2 separate regions of the Mus musculus genome follow, and region 1 is linked to region 2. Evidence: chromatin contacts called from public Hi-C data. All regions are on one chromosome and are shown on one strand. Each heading gives the region's core, a stretch centred on a gene start, on an enhancer-like site or on the middle of the called end of the contact. The rest is flanking DNA. Distances are from core to core; before and after follow the strand shown.

The links. Hi-C and Micro-C count contacts between places; a contact is called where the count stands out from the background.
Region 1: a contact with region 2 is called in a Hi-C map of regulatory T cells, with 17 times the contacts expected there. The contact joins the promoter of Smim13 here to the promoter of Rpp40 in region 2. A contact is called at or near these places in 1 of 39 promoter capture datasets (pre-B cells), 6 of 484 Hi-C or Micro-C datasets (CD4 T cells, CD8 T cells, memory CD8 T cells and 2 more) and 2 of 9 other capture datasets (adipose tissue and liver).

Annotation. Positions count from the first base shown.
Region 1 is chr13:41,245,992-41,252,303 of GRCm38.p6, reverse strand. Smim13 (small integral membrane protein 13) reads right to left here and starts at 2,460. Exons shown (of 2, transcript NM_001135577.2): 1 at 1,990-2,460. The coding sequence starts at 2,065.
Region 2 is chr13:35,901,033-35,907,982 of GRCm38.p6, reverse strand. It overlaps Rpp40 (ribonuclease P 40 subunit), which reads left to right and starts at 1,636. Exons shown (of 8, transcript NM_145938.4): 1 at 1,636-1,779; 2 at 3,420-3,564; 3 at 4,227-4,295; 4 at 5,875-5,970; 5 at 6,552-6,677. The coding sequence starts at 1,657.

The DNA of each region.
Region 1 (6,312 bases), core at 1,211-3,710, 5.3 Mb before region 2:
ACGGCACCCCAGGTCCCAGGTCAGGTCTGCCCCTTCCCCCTCCTCTTCAACCTTCAGCCACCTTCTAGTCAGAACAAAAGGGCTGCCCTACCCTGTCATTAGTTTCCCAACAAGGAACAGTATTTGGACTACGTGATAAAGCTGTTAGTTTTAAAGGTATCAGACCTTGCCTCTCGCTCAGGTTTCCTGAAGCTAATGACACTTAGAAAAACTAGCAAAACTAAGCAGCCCGCCGGCCAGTGAAAGGTAAGAAAGCAACCAGGGACTTAAAATGTCTCAGAGCAAGTTTGATAAGTGTTGTGTCCAAGATGTAGTATGGCTTGTATGTCACACTCTCACACTCTCATTCCGAGTAGAAAGGGTGACACACGCCTTTACCCCTGTGTCCAACTAACGCTCAAGGGTTTGTTTATTCTTATTTCAAGGCCCTTGAGCTGGGGGCGTGGATTGCCTAGCCTGCAGGAAGCTTGAAGTTCCATCCTAGCATTGAATAAACTGGGTGTAGCCCTCTATGGATCAGCAACTCAAGATCCTCCGCCTCCTCCATACAGCAAGTTCAATGCCAACCTGGTGGGGCTCCCACCTCAAAAAAAAAAATGCAAACAACAATTAATGATATCACCCTTTTCACACATTAGAAACTGGGGAGATGTTATTTCATTTTTTTATGTCATGAAAAAAAAAAGAGAAAAAATTGGCCATCGTATTTCAGGGTTTCTCTGTATAACCCTGGCTGTCCTGGAACTCACTCTGTAGACCAGGCTGGCCTTGAACTCAGAAATCCTCCTGCCTTTGCCTCCCAAGTGCTGGGATTAAAGGCGTGCGCCACCACAGCTGGGCAAAACTGGCCATCTTTAATCCTAGGGTTTGGAAGGCTGAGGCAGTTGGACCTCCATGAGTTCAAGAACAGCCTGGTCTACATGGTGAACTCCAGGCCAGCCAAGGCTACGTAGTGAGACCCCGATTTTAAAAAGGATTCTTTAGATCTAGAACCACTAGAATTAGCCAAAAATGTTAGAGTTGGGACTAGCTCTGTATGTAGTTCAACATGTGCTGAGCATATGTGAAGCCTTCGGTTCAGTCAGCATTACTGACAAAATTTAAATACACATATAGGTGTCTAAATATGTAAGTGCATATCTTTCCAAATATAGCTACTGGACTGAGCATTAACTATGTAAGAATAAGCTTTACAGTATTTATAAAATTTTAACCCAATACTCCATCACTTCAAACCCATACTTGGTCTTCTAAATACCAGTGCTTACTGTCATTTATTTGAAATACTCTCCAAACTCTCACAATTGTTCAGTCTCCTGGCTGAGACCTGTGGTTATCAGCTATGTGCATAACGAATTAAGAGGGATGGAAAACACGCCATGAGAACAGTTTAACGTTCCTTCCCTCCTGGGAAGAGAAGTACACAGCAGCAGACCAAACAGCCCCAGGACAGCAGAACCAAGATAAGGTTCCCTGACCCTGGAAGTTTATTACCGCCAGTGGTGTTTTTTTTTTTTTTTTTTTTTTTTTTTTTTTTTTTTGGCTCTGCCCATTATCAAGTAGGCTGGGAATTTGGTTAAAGCCTGAACTTGGAAGTAAACAAACAGCTTCACGTGCGCTGGAAACCCAAAAGGTGATGAAATCTCTCACTAGGTTCAGAACATCCAAATAAAAAGATGAAACCGATCACTGCTCCTTCGAATACAGGCCACGGTGAAAGATCTGGGTAGGCTGTGGCATTATGGCAACCAAGGACAAACCTGCCGGGGAAGCAGAAACGTGCTTCTACCTCGAGTCAGGATGCCAGACCTGAAGGTTCGCTGAGCCTGAAGGTTCGTGATGCCCGGGCGACCTGCCCTGAGCAAGAGGCATGACTCCTCTAAACTCGGTCTTGGGAGCCCGGTGGCCACCGAGACCACCGAGGTGATCACCGTGGACACTTGTCCACGCGAGCTTTCCCGACCGCCCCCGGCGTTACCCCCCACTCACCGCACACCATCAGCAACAGGACGATCAGCAGCGTGGCCACGAACACCAGCAGGGTCAGCCCCACGTTGTGCCACATTTTGAGAGCTGGGGGGTGGGCGCGGGCTCAGCGGCGGGCGGCAGAGCGGCGGGGCGGCATGGACCGCGGGTGCCCGAGGGCAGCGCCCCCAGGGGGCGGAACTTGGCGGTGCGGGGGCGGGCCGCGACGGGACCGGCCCTCAGACCTGCCCCCGGCCGGGGCGACCGAGTCGCTGGTGGAGCGGGCCTTGGGACGCCACTACCGCCTCCTCATCGCTCCGGGGAGCCGGAGCCACGGCGAGCGGAGAGGCCGGCGACGGACGGACGCGCTGCCATGGCGGACGTCGAGGCGGGGAAAGAGTGATCTGGAGGTGGCGCGGCGAACGCCAGGCCCTGGCTGCAGCTCACTCGAGGTCCCCCTCCTCCCTCGGAGACGCCAGATGTCAACCACTCCCCGAGGCCGCTGCAGCTGCTCCTCCGCTCCCCGCCCCCTCCCCCGCGGTAGCTCATCACCAAGCACCCACTCCGCAGCGACTCAGCCGCTGCGCGAGGCCTGCTGGGTAATGTAGTGCAAAGATCGGCGAGAGCTCCAGGTCTCCGCCCAGCAACGAACTACCACTCCCAGGAGTCAACGCTGCTCCGGCTTCTCCTTGCTCTCCTTTCCCGTCCCCTGTGCCTTTGGTGTTCTTGAGCCGCCACCTCCAACTTAGAGACTGCTGATTCTTGTTCTCAAGACTGTGCGTCGGACTGTCTCCCTGCCGAGGTGCCAGTTACATTTCAGCCGTTAATTCAAATACAAAATTGGTTTTAGTGAGCAAAAGGGAAAAGAGGATGGCTGTTGCCTGAAAAACAGGTTGTACTTGAACCCAACCTATTGCTCCCGGCAAAGGTTAGTTACTTGTGAGGAAATAAGTCCCCTGACGTCAGAATCTGGAAAGCCTTCCCCCTCCCCCAGCAACAGATGTTGTGTTGTGTTTTCACAGATAGTACGCTTCAGAAGTAACTGGTGAGTGACTTAGAGACATCTGTGCTCTTAATTCACCTACCTGTTTAGCAAGTTTCGTTCTGTTGTCTCCTTTAATTCAAGCAACATCTGGCCAACAGCCAAAGGTTTTGCCACATTTGCTTGAACTAACTTCTGAAAAACAAGGTATTTATCTCAAGTCCTTTTTTTCTATTTGAAATTAAAACTCCCAGTTCTGCCACATCTGTTAACGCAAGAGGTGATCAGCCCTTTCCTCCCTGAGAAATCAAGGCTTTCGCCTTCCACTGCAACTCTGTGCTAGCCATTCCCAGATGCCCTACTGTGTAAACTGCTTTCCAGCTAAGACGCAGCATAAAAATACATCAAGGCATTACTGGCTTTGCGCAAGATTTAATATACAGTTCCTGTGGAGAGAGTTGAGCTCGATGCAATAAATTTAGAAATCAACTTATTCATTTTTAGCAGATGATCCAACTCACTTGCATAACGGAGCACGTTTGATTTACAATCTGGTTGAAAGGAATACATTTGAATAGATCTAGTTCAAAAGAAATCAGGAAGAATCCAGACCTTTTTACCTTCTCTTTCATTCACATACAACAAACACTTCTGTGTGCTCTGGACTTCTTTGAGGTGCCAAGGATAAAGCCATGGCAGGGGCTGGTGAGATGGCACTGACTGCCCTTTCCGAAGGTCCTGAGTTCAAATCCTAGCAACCACATGATGGCTCATGACCATCCGTAATGAGATCCGATGTCCTCTTCTGTCAGAAGACAGCTAGAGTGTACTTATGTATAATAATAAATAAATCTTTAAAAAAAAGTCATGGCAATACAGACAATAACATAAATAGGGGTGTGCAAGGATTGCAAATCCCCAATGAAAATAAGTAAAGCACTGTGGCGAACATGGGGGTGTTGAGATTGTAGTCATCGAGAAAGAACTTCCTGAGGAAGTAACATCTGATCTGAGTCCTGAGTGAAAAATCCAACCATGGAAAGACCTACAGGAAGAGCGTCTACATAGGAAGAGCGGTGTGTGCAGCCCCCAAGAGCCAGATAAACTTGACCTCCCTTCCAACCCCTCAAGTCTGATGTGCATTTGACTCACCAAAAGGAACTCAAACTACAAATGCCCATCTCTTATCCCCACAGAGTGAATGCCAGTCTTCAGGGCAAGGAGCAGGCAAAGTAGATTTTTGTAAAGCTCCCAAGTGGATTATAATGTATCCTCCAAAACTGTGGCTCGCAAAGAATAATCTCAGATGTGCAGGATGCTCTGGGCACGTGTCAGAACTACCCTGGAACTATTGAATCAAGGTTTGGATGAGAGCAGTCGTCTCTGGCTTGGTGAAAAGTGGGAAGATGTAGGACACATTAAATCATTAGGATTAGTGTGGATGGACGAGAGGTAAAGAGTGAAGGAAACAGAAATCTAAACTGACTTGAAAAGGCTGGATCTGTGCCGCCATAATTAGCAGCACTTAGAAGGAGGGTCAGAAGTTCAAGGCCAGCCCTGTCTACACGGTGAAGTCAAGACTAGCTTAGACTGTGTACTGCCTAGTTTTGTGTCAACTTGACACAACCTGGAGTTATCACAGAGAAAGGAGCTTCAATTGAGGAAATGCCTCCATGAGATACAACTGTAAGGCATTTTCTCAATTAGTGATCAAGGGGGAAGGGCCCCTTGTGGGTGGTGCCATCCCTGGGCTGGTAGTCTTGGGTTCTATAAGAGAGCAGGCTGAGCAAGCCAGGGGAAGCAAGCCGGTAAGAAACATCCTTCCATGGCCTCTGCATCAGCTCCTGCTTCCTGGCATGCTTGAGTTCCAGTCCTGACTTCCTTTGGTGATCAACAGCAATGTAGAAAGTGTAAGCTGAATAAACCCTTTCCTCCCCACTGCTTCTTGGTCATGATGTTTGTGCAGGAATAGAAACCCTGACTAAGACAGACTGTATGACACCATATCTCAGAGAGAGAGAGAGAGAGAGAGAAGGAGGAGGAGGAGAGGAAAGGAAGGAAGGAAGACTCGTGGAGAAAAGGGAATCCTTACACACTAATGAAAATGTAAATTTGTACAGTGATTATGGGAAAACCACATGCAGGCTCCTCAAAATACTAAGATTAGACATACCACATGACCCAGTAATTTTATTGCTGGGTATATATCCAAAGGAAATGAATCAATATGCTGAAGAGACATCTGTGCCACCAGCTTCATTACAGCAATAGTTGACAGTAGCCAAGATGGAGAACCAAACTAACAGAGTGAGTAAAGAAATGGTGGCTGAATGGAACACAGTGCATCCTACTTGCAATAAAGAACAAAATCAAATCGTTTGCAAAAACAGAGGTGAACTTAGAGGATAGTGCATTAACTGAAATAAGTCAGCCAGACAAACACACCATGATTTCATCCTAAAAGTGTTGGTCTTGTAGGAGGAGAGAATGGAGCCCACCCTCTCCCCTTTAGAGGAAGCTGGTGGATACAGGGAACTGGGAGAAGAGAGGTATTGGTCAAAAGTGAGATATTACAGTTAGGTAAGTTCAAGAAACCTGTTGTGTGAATGGTACTCACCATAACAATACATTATATTTTGTGAAAAATGGGGAGGATAGTGAATTTTAACTAGGATAACTCTGAGCCTGGAGAGACAGAAACACTCTTAAAAATGAATTCTACACTGCTTTTGCAGAGGACCCAAATTCAGTTCCCAGTACCATTCACTATAACTCCAGCTCATAGGAATCTGATGCCCTCTTCACAGACACACGTCTACACATTTTTTTTTCATCTTTAAAAACTATTGTGAAACAGCATGTTTTTATTATATATATAATAAAATGACTTATTTGTCATTTTATATGTATATATAAACAAATAAGTCAAAACCTCATGCTGTACATATTAAATAATGATACAATATCACCTGTCATTTAAACCCCCCAAGTTTCTAACCCGAGATTCTGGGTGAATGATGGCTAAATTTCCTGCCATAGATGCTTTAAGAACCCCTATCTTTACAGCTGTGGGGCTTTCCTATCTGTAAGCCCAGACCATGGAAAGTGAGGCAGCAGGGATCAAGAACTCAAGGACAGTCTTGGACACATCAAAACTAAAGGAGCCCTCCAGCCTAAAACCAGAGCCATAGGCTTCAAGAAACCCAACAGAATTGGAGAGAACAGCCAGGGGCCTCAGAGAGGTGTGGAAGTATCATGACAGGCTAGGAAAGACGAGGGAGAGAAGCAGGCTCTGTCTATGCACCCGTGCGAATTGTCAGCATCCCTGCTAGATTCAGACTTGCTGCTGGGGCTGTTTTAAGGTT
Region 2 (6,950 bases), core at 387-2,886:
TTTCTCATCCCGCTTCTTTCTTTCATTTAGGCTTGCTTTCGTTTTCTTGCTATTTTCCCATTTACCCTACATAATCATTACATTCCTAGCATATTCTACATTAGTATTGTAAATTTCTGTTTCATGGTTATTAGTAATATATTGCTGAACCTCAGTAACTTTGGGTGTATTTCTATATCTTCCATTTTGTTACTGTCTCAGCAATGTGTTGTCTCCTTTATGAGTAACACCGGGGAATGAGTCTCGGAGAGTAGGGTGCTCAGTAAGAACAACAGCGAAAAACATCTCCAAATCAACACAGGTCAACACCACACACAGAAACAAAAGCATGAATGAAAAACACAGCAACAGGAGTCCTCCAAAAACAAAATCAATTATCCCAGAGTGGTGGTTCACATCTTAAATCCCAGCACTCAGGAGGCAGAGGCAGGTAGATCTCTTTGAGTTTGAGACCAGCCTGGTCTATATATTGAGTCTGAGGCCAGCCAGGATATATAATGAGACCCTGTCTCAAGACAAAATAACTTAACACCTGGATTCAATGATACTGAAATAGGTAAAATTCTGGGTGATTTCAGAAGTTTCCTAGTAAAAATACTTTAAGACCTCAAAAAAGATTGAAGCAAAAAGATTAATTCAATCTTCCCTAAGGAAGGACCTGGAAAGTCTGCTGTGCACACACGTGCACGTGCGCACGCATGTGTGTGCACACACAGAGAGTAAAATAGATGAGAAAAATCAACAATATGGCTTTTAAGAATTAGCTATGGGGGCTGGAGAAATGGATCATTGGTTAAGAGCACTGACTGCTCTTCCAGAGGTCCTGAGTTCAATTCCTAGCAACCACATGGTGGCTCACAACCATCCATAATAGAATCCAATGCCCTCTTCTGGTGTGTCTGAAGATAGCAACAGTGTACATGGAAGTACAATTCAGCAAAGAAACTGAGATTTGGAGTAAAATCACAAAATAGTAATGTTGGAAATGAAAAAAATAAATTAAATAATTAAAAACAAAGCAAAGAAGTTCTGTTGGAAGTAAAAATGCAGAAATGTCATATTATATTCCTCTGTAATTTCCTATACTTTTTGGGAAGGATCAGTGGGAACTTAGGGGCCTGCGGGTGGGTGAGCATTAGGAACGAGACCATATGAGGAGTCAGGAAAACAGTGCTGCAAAGCAGATGTATTTCCTGACTATACTAGGCTTTTCCTCTGTCCTATCTTCCTCCTTTTTATAAGGTGTCAGGGTCCAGTCCTTCTCTGAGTCCTGTCCAGGTATATGCACTGTTCCTCCACGGAGAAACTGTGGGATAGAATGGATGTGCCAGGTTTTTTCTTTCTTTCTTTCTTTCTTTTTTAAGATGCGGATGGTTGTGAGCCAACATGTGGTTGCTGGGATTTGAACTCAGGACTTTTGGAAGAGCAGTCAATGCTCTTACCCGCTGAGCCATCTCACCAGCCCCATGCCAGGTTCTTGAGAACCTTCAGACCCAGTGCCTGCAGGAACTGACAGACAGGGAAAGAAAGAAGGGTTAGGGCGTGGTGGAGGGAGGGGTGTAGTCAGAAAGGGGCGAATGGTGGGGTGAGGGGCGGGCCGAGGGGCGGGCCGGGAGGCGGGCCAAGAGGCGGTGCTCGCCTGGACTCCTGCTTAACATGGCCACGCTGCGCAGGCTGCAAGAGGCGCCTCGGCACTTACTGGTCTGTGAGAAATCCAACTTCGGCCACGATAAGTCTCGCCATAAGCATCTCGTGGAGACGCACTATCATAATTACAGGGTGAGTCAGGTCCACCCGGCCCTCTTAGGCTGGAGAGCTTTAAGGTAGAACCACGCCGGGTTTCACCCGGCCAGACCTCCTCGGCTTGCGAGGGTGGGCGGAGATCGTCCTCGGGCATGCTGGGAACTATAGTCTCTTCAAGTTTCTTAACTGCTTTTCTTGGCGCTGTGTAGGACTACAATTCCCAGCATGCGCCAAACACAGGGCGGTGCTCGGTCCTATGAGGAACAGCAGAGTTTTTGTGAGTTTGGCGTGGTTACTGCGGTGTTCAGGATTAAATCCTCTCGGTGTTGGGTCGAGCAGGCAGTGGAGGAGTTAGGAATGTAACCTGCACGGTCGGAGTGTGACCTGTACAACATGTAGCCGAATTACACCCTAAGTTTGGGCAGATCTCTGTGGATCAGCTTGTGACTCTTTCCAAAGCATCACGCGGTTTGACAAACGAGGAACTCCAAATAAACTTACCTTACGATGATAAGGGTTTAAGCATTTTACATCTTAAATATTGGCCTGATGGATTTCTCAGATAGATTAGCTGGCGTCCTTGTCCCTCAAGGCTGGTTGTTGGGGCTTTGCGAAACGGACTTTAGATGTTCACTTGGGGATCATTTGAAATCCGCGCGGATTTTGCATCTCTTCGGTTGAAAGGCCATCCCTGCGGTCAGGGATGTATCGCTTATCTCAACTGGTCTCACCTAGGTTTGTCTAGGAAATGGAAGCTTCCAGGAGCACTTTTGCTTCTATGTAGCTTCTTACTAATTAAATGTCCCTAAATCCCAGGAGGAGTTCCTTTGATTTCATGACTCCAGAATAAGCAAATCAAGGCATGTTGAATTATATATACTCTATTTCCTTGACTATAAAGTGTGAAAGACATAACATATATTGCTTGTATGCAAAAATAAGATTCAAGTAAGACTTCCATTGCAATGTCATGCCTCACATTGAAATGCAGAAAGGAAAAACTTGAGTAGTCAGATATCTGTTTACTTGAAATTAATAGAATTGTTGCCTAGTAGGTTGATGGTGATGCACACCTTTAAACCCAGGCAGAGGTGGGTAAATCTCTGAGTGCAAGGCTAACCTGATAAACAGAGCAAGTTCCAGGACAGCCAGGGCTACATGGAGAAACCCTGTCTCAGGGGTAGGTGGTGGTGGCTGTGTGTGTGTGTGTATGTGTGTGTGTGTGTGTGTGTGTGTGTGTGTTTTACTAAGGGTTTTACTGCTGTGAACAGACACTCCAACAGTGACCAGGGCAACTCTTATAAGGACAACAAGGTGGGAGCATGGCAGCGTCCAGGCAGGCATGGTGTAGGGGGAGCTGAGAGTTCTACATCTTCATCTGAAGGACACTAGAAGAAGACTGGCTTCCAGGGAGCTAGATGAGGTCTCAAAGCCCACGCCCACAGTGACATACTTCCTCCAACAAAGTCACACCTACTCCACCAAGGCCATCCCTCCTAATAGCACTCCCTGGACCAAGCATCTTCAAACCATCACATTGCCCATGTTTGCGTGTCCCTTCTATGTCCCAGTAAAACCTGTGAAGGAGTAACTAGCACCTTTGACATTCCATTTCCAAAAGCATGGTGTTAATCTTCATAAAATATAACTTCGTTTGTTCTTCTACATTCTAATAGGTTTCATTTCTTATTCCTGAATGTGGGCTTCTATCAAAAGAGCTAAAAAGCCTGGTCATGGACATTGGACCCTATTACTCTGTGAAGAACTTACCTCTTCATGAATTAATTACACACGAGTTCATCAACACCTTTGTAAAGAAAGGTAAGAAGAAACACTGTCTCATATGAACAAGACAAGATGAAGAGCTATCGGAAGATCGCAGCAAAATATTGGGGTCCTTCCCTTGTCTTTAAAAGGGCCCATGGAAGTTAGATCATGTGATCAGCTGCGTGTATCACTTCTCCACCCGGCCATATTGTCGTTTTCTTTCCTGTGTCCTCTTTAGGTGGCAGCTAAATATCTTACCAAATTTAATTAGCCCTTGCAATAACTCAGGGAAGTAGGTGGAATCCCTTTAGATGAAGGTTAAGTAGCTTTTGAATATTAACTTTCTCAAATAGTTTCTGAATATTAACTTTGATCCTTGCATCAGTGTTTTGTCCTCTTGCCTCTTTAATGTGCACCTTTCTGCTAGGATCCCCAAGATTACAGGTTCTGTTCTGAGCCCATTCTCAACCTGTTGATAGGAAACTTGCACAAAAAGCCCCTGAATGTGGCCTGAGTCCTGGGGTGGTCTAGCTGGAGCCTTGCATGTATATGTTCCAGTGTATCTCTGGGGTGTAGTGGGTTTATTGAATGAGTTAGAGCTGTAGTAGATGCTGCCTGTTACCTACCTGGAAGATTCGTTGTCACGTGAAAACCATTCATAAACAAATGTTGTGCTACTTTAGTTACTTAATTACTTTTCTTGATTTTTCTTACAGGTTCATTCTCTGCATTAACATACAATACAAGTATTGATGAGGATAATACTGTTGCTCTCCTACCAAATGGTGACAGCATTCATTTTTTTTTCTTCCTTTCTTTATTAGAAAAGAAATAGCACTGCTTAAAAAAAAAAAAGTAGGCTAGAGAAATGGCTCAGCAGTTAAGAGCACTGACTGCTCTTCCAGAAGACCAAAGTTCAGTCCCACTTGGTAGCTTACAGCTATCTGTAACTCCAGTTTGAGTGAGTCCAGTGCCCTGTTCTGACCTCCATAGGCACCAGACACATCCATGTGCACAGACATAACATGAGGATAAAACACCCATATACATAAAAATAATAAAATAATAATTTTTTTGTTTTTGTTTTTTTTCGTGACAGGGTTTCTCTGTATAGCCCTGGCTGTCCTGGAACTCACTTTATAGACCAGGCTGGCCTAGAACTCAGAAATCCGCCTGCCTCTGCCTCCCGAGTGCTGGGATTAAAGGCTTGCGCCACCACGCCCGGCAAATAATAGTTTTTTAAAAGTCAAGTCATACAGCTCTAAACAGTAAAATGAAGCCTATCTTTGTGTTCCTTCTTAGATGGAACCATTTGATGTTTATCTTTCAAGAATTTATAAGCATACATTTTTTTGGTTTGTTTTTGTTTTTGAGACAAGGTATCTCTATGTAACCTTGGCTGTCCTAGAATTCACTCTGTAGACCAGGCTGGCCTTAAACTAAAAGATTCACCTGCCTCTGCCTCATGAGTGCTTGGATTAAAGACGTGTTTTACCAGCACCAGTAAGCATCAAATGTTTAACATTGGTTATATGACATTGTTTCTCAGTAGTCTTATTTTCCAAGGGGTATAACATAGACATGTTCCTGCTTCAGTGCAGATGGTTGTGACTTAGAACTTTTTGTTTTGTTTTGAGATAGGATCTTGCCATGTAGACCAGGTTGGCCTCAGATTATCATTTCTCTTGCCTCAGCTCTCCAAGTGCAAGGATTACACACATGAACCAGCACATCTCTGCCTGGCTTTAACATAGAGCTTTTAAATGTTTTGATGATATTTGAAGTAGGGGCTGGAGAGATGGCTCAGCAGCTAAGAGTGATTCCTGTCATTGCTAAGGATCCAAATTCAGTTCCCAGCAGCCACATGGCAGCTCACGACTCAAGTTCTAGGAGATCCGACATCCTCTTCTGACATTCACAGGCTCCTTGGTGTACTTACAAGCAGGCATACAAATACATATTTAAATTAAACTAAATTAAAATTTAAAGACAGTATTTGAAGTTATACAGACCACAGTTTGATCATTCTTTCCTTCATACAAATTTAATTGTTTCTAGTTTTGCTATTGTAATATGTATATATGTATATATGGTAGATAATACCACAAGCCTGGTGGCTCACACCTGCATCCTGGTATTTGGAAGGTTGAAGCAGGATAATTGCCACCAGTTTGAGCCCAGCCTCAACTACAGAGCAAAGTTCCAGACCAGTTGGGTACATTGCTAGATAATATCAGTGTGCTATAGACAAGTTCTTTGTGTATTCTTATCCCCGACATTTCACTGCTCAGATGTCTAGCTTTCTTAGAGAACACCAGCCATATTTTAACATCTCTCTTAGAAGAACTATTGTTTGATTTGTAGGGAAATTAATTTTATCACTAGATAAAGATACTTACGAAGAAACCGGACTTCAAGGTCGTCCATCTCGGTATTCTGGCAGAAAAAGTATGAAGTTTGGTAAGTATTACATGCGTTCCACTGGAGCCTAGCAAGTCAGTTTTCTTGTAACAAAACGTGAATGCCTTCCCTCTGATCTCTAATCGGAAAAATATGGTTCTTATCTTTGAAATCCTGACTCAAGGAGCTATTGGTTGCACTTCCTGGGGGATTAGATTAGTTGGTGCTGTTAAATTGTTCCTCTTTGGCTGTACACCACATTTTATAAGGGCTGGAGAACTGGACTACCCCTTGTATGCAGTGAAGAGGAACAACTTGATGTGCTTCGTACACAGATTCTTTGTGATTAGCAGTGGAAATTCACAAGTGAAGAGTTGGTTTTGAGGAAACTCTCTGGTGTGGACATCAATAACTAAGGCTAGCACAGACACAGGTACCTGATCTATGATCTAGGAAGGGCTTAAAGAATTTAAACCAACTATAGCTAGCAGCTCTCAACACTAGAAATAGCCCGCTGAGGGATATGTTTTTGATGAACACAATCTGTACAACTTACCAACTTACCAAAACTTTAGACATTTCTCTACAGTGTAAGCTCTGTATAATTCGAATGAAACAAGTATTCCTCTTTCTACTTTAAGTCATTTCCATTGACCTAATGGATTTATCCCTTAACCTGGATTCTAAGAAGTACAGAAGAATATCTTGGTCCTTCAAAGAGAAGAAGCCTTTGAAGTTTGATTTCCTTTTGGCTTGGCATCCTACAGGTATGAAGTGTGAATTATATGATGATACAGTGAGTTGAGGATCTGTTGGGCATAACGGAGGATCGAGTGGTGATATACTGCTGTGGTAGGGGATATTGCTTACGTAGGTGTGTGGGTATTGTGACAGAGCTGCTCTAGCTTTCCAGATGTCCTCAGCGCCTCAGCTCAGGGTAGGTTTTAAAGCAATCTGCCCCAATTTTCTTGGGTGTTCCTGCAGATCTAGAAAGCTTCACAGTGGTTTCAGAATAGCTAACGTGTAGTCTACCCCTTCTT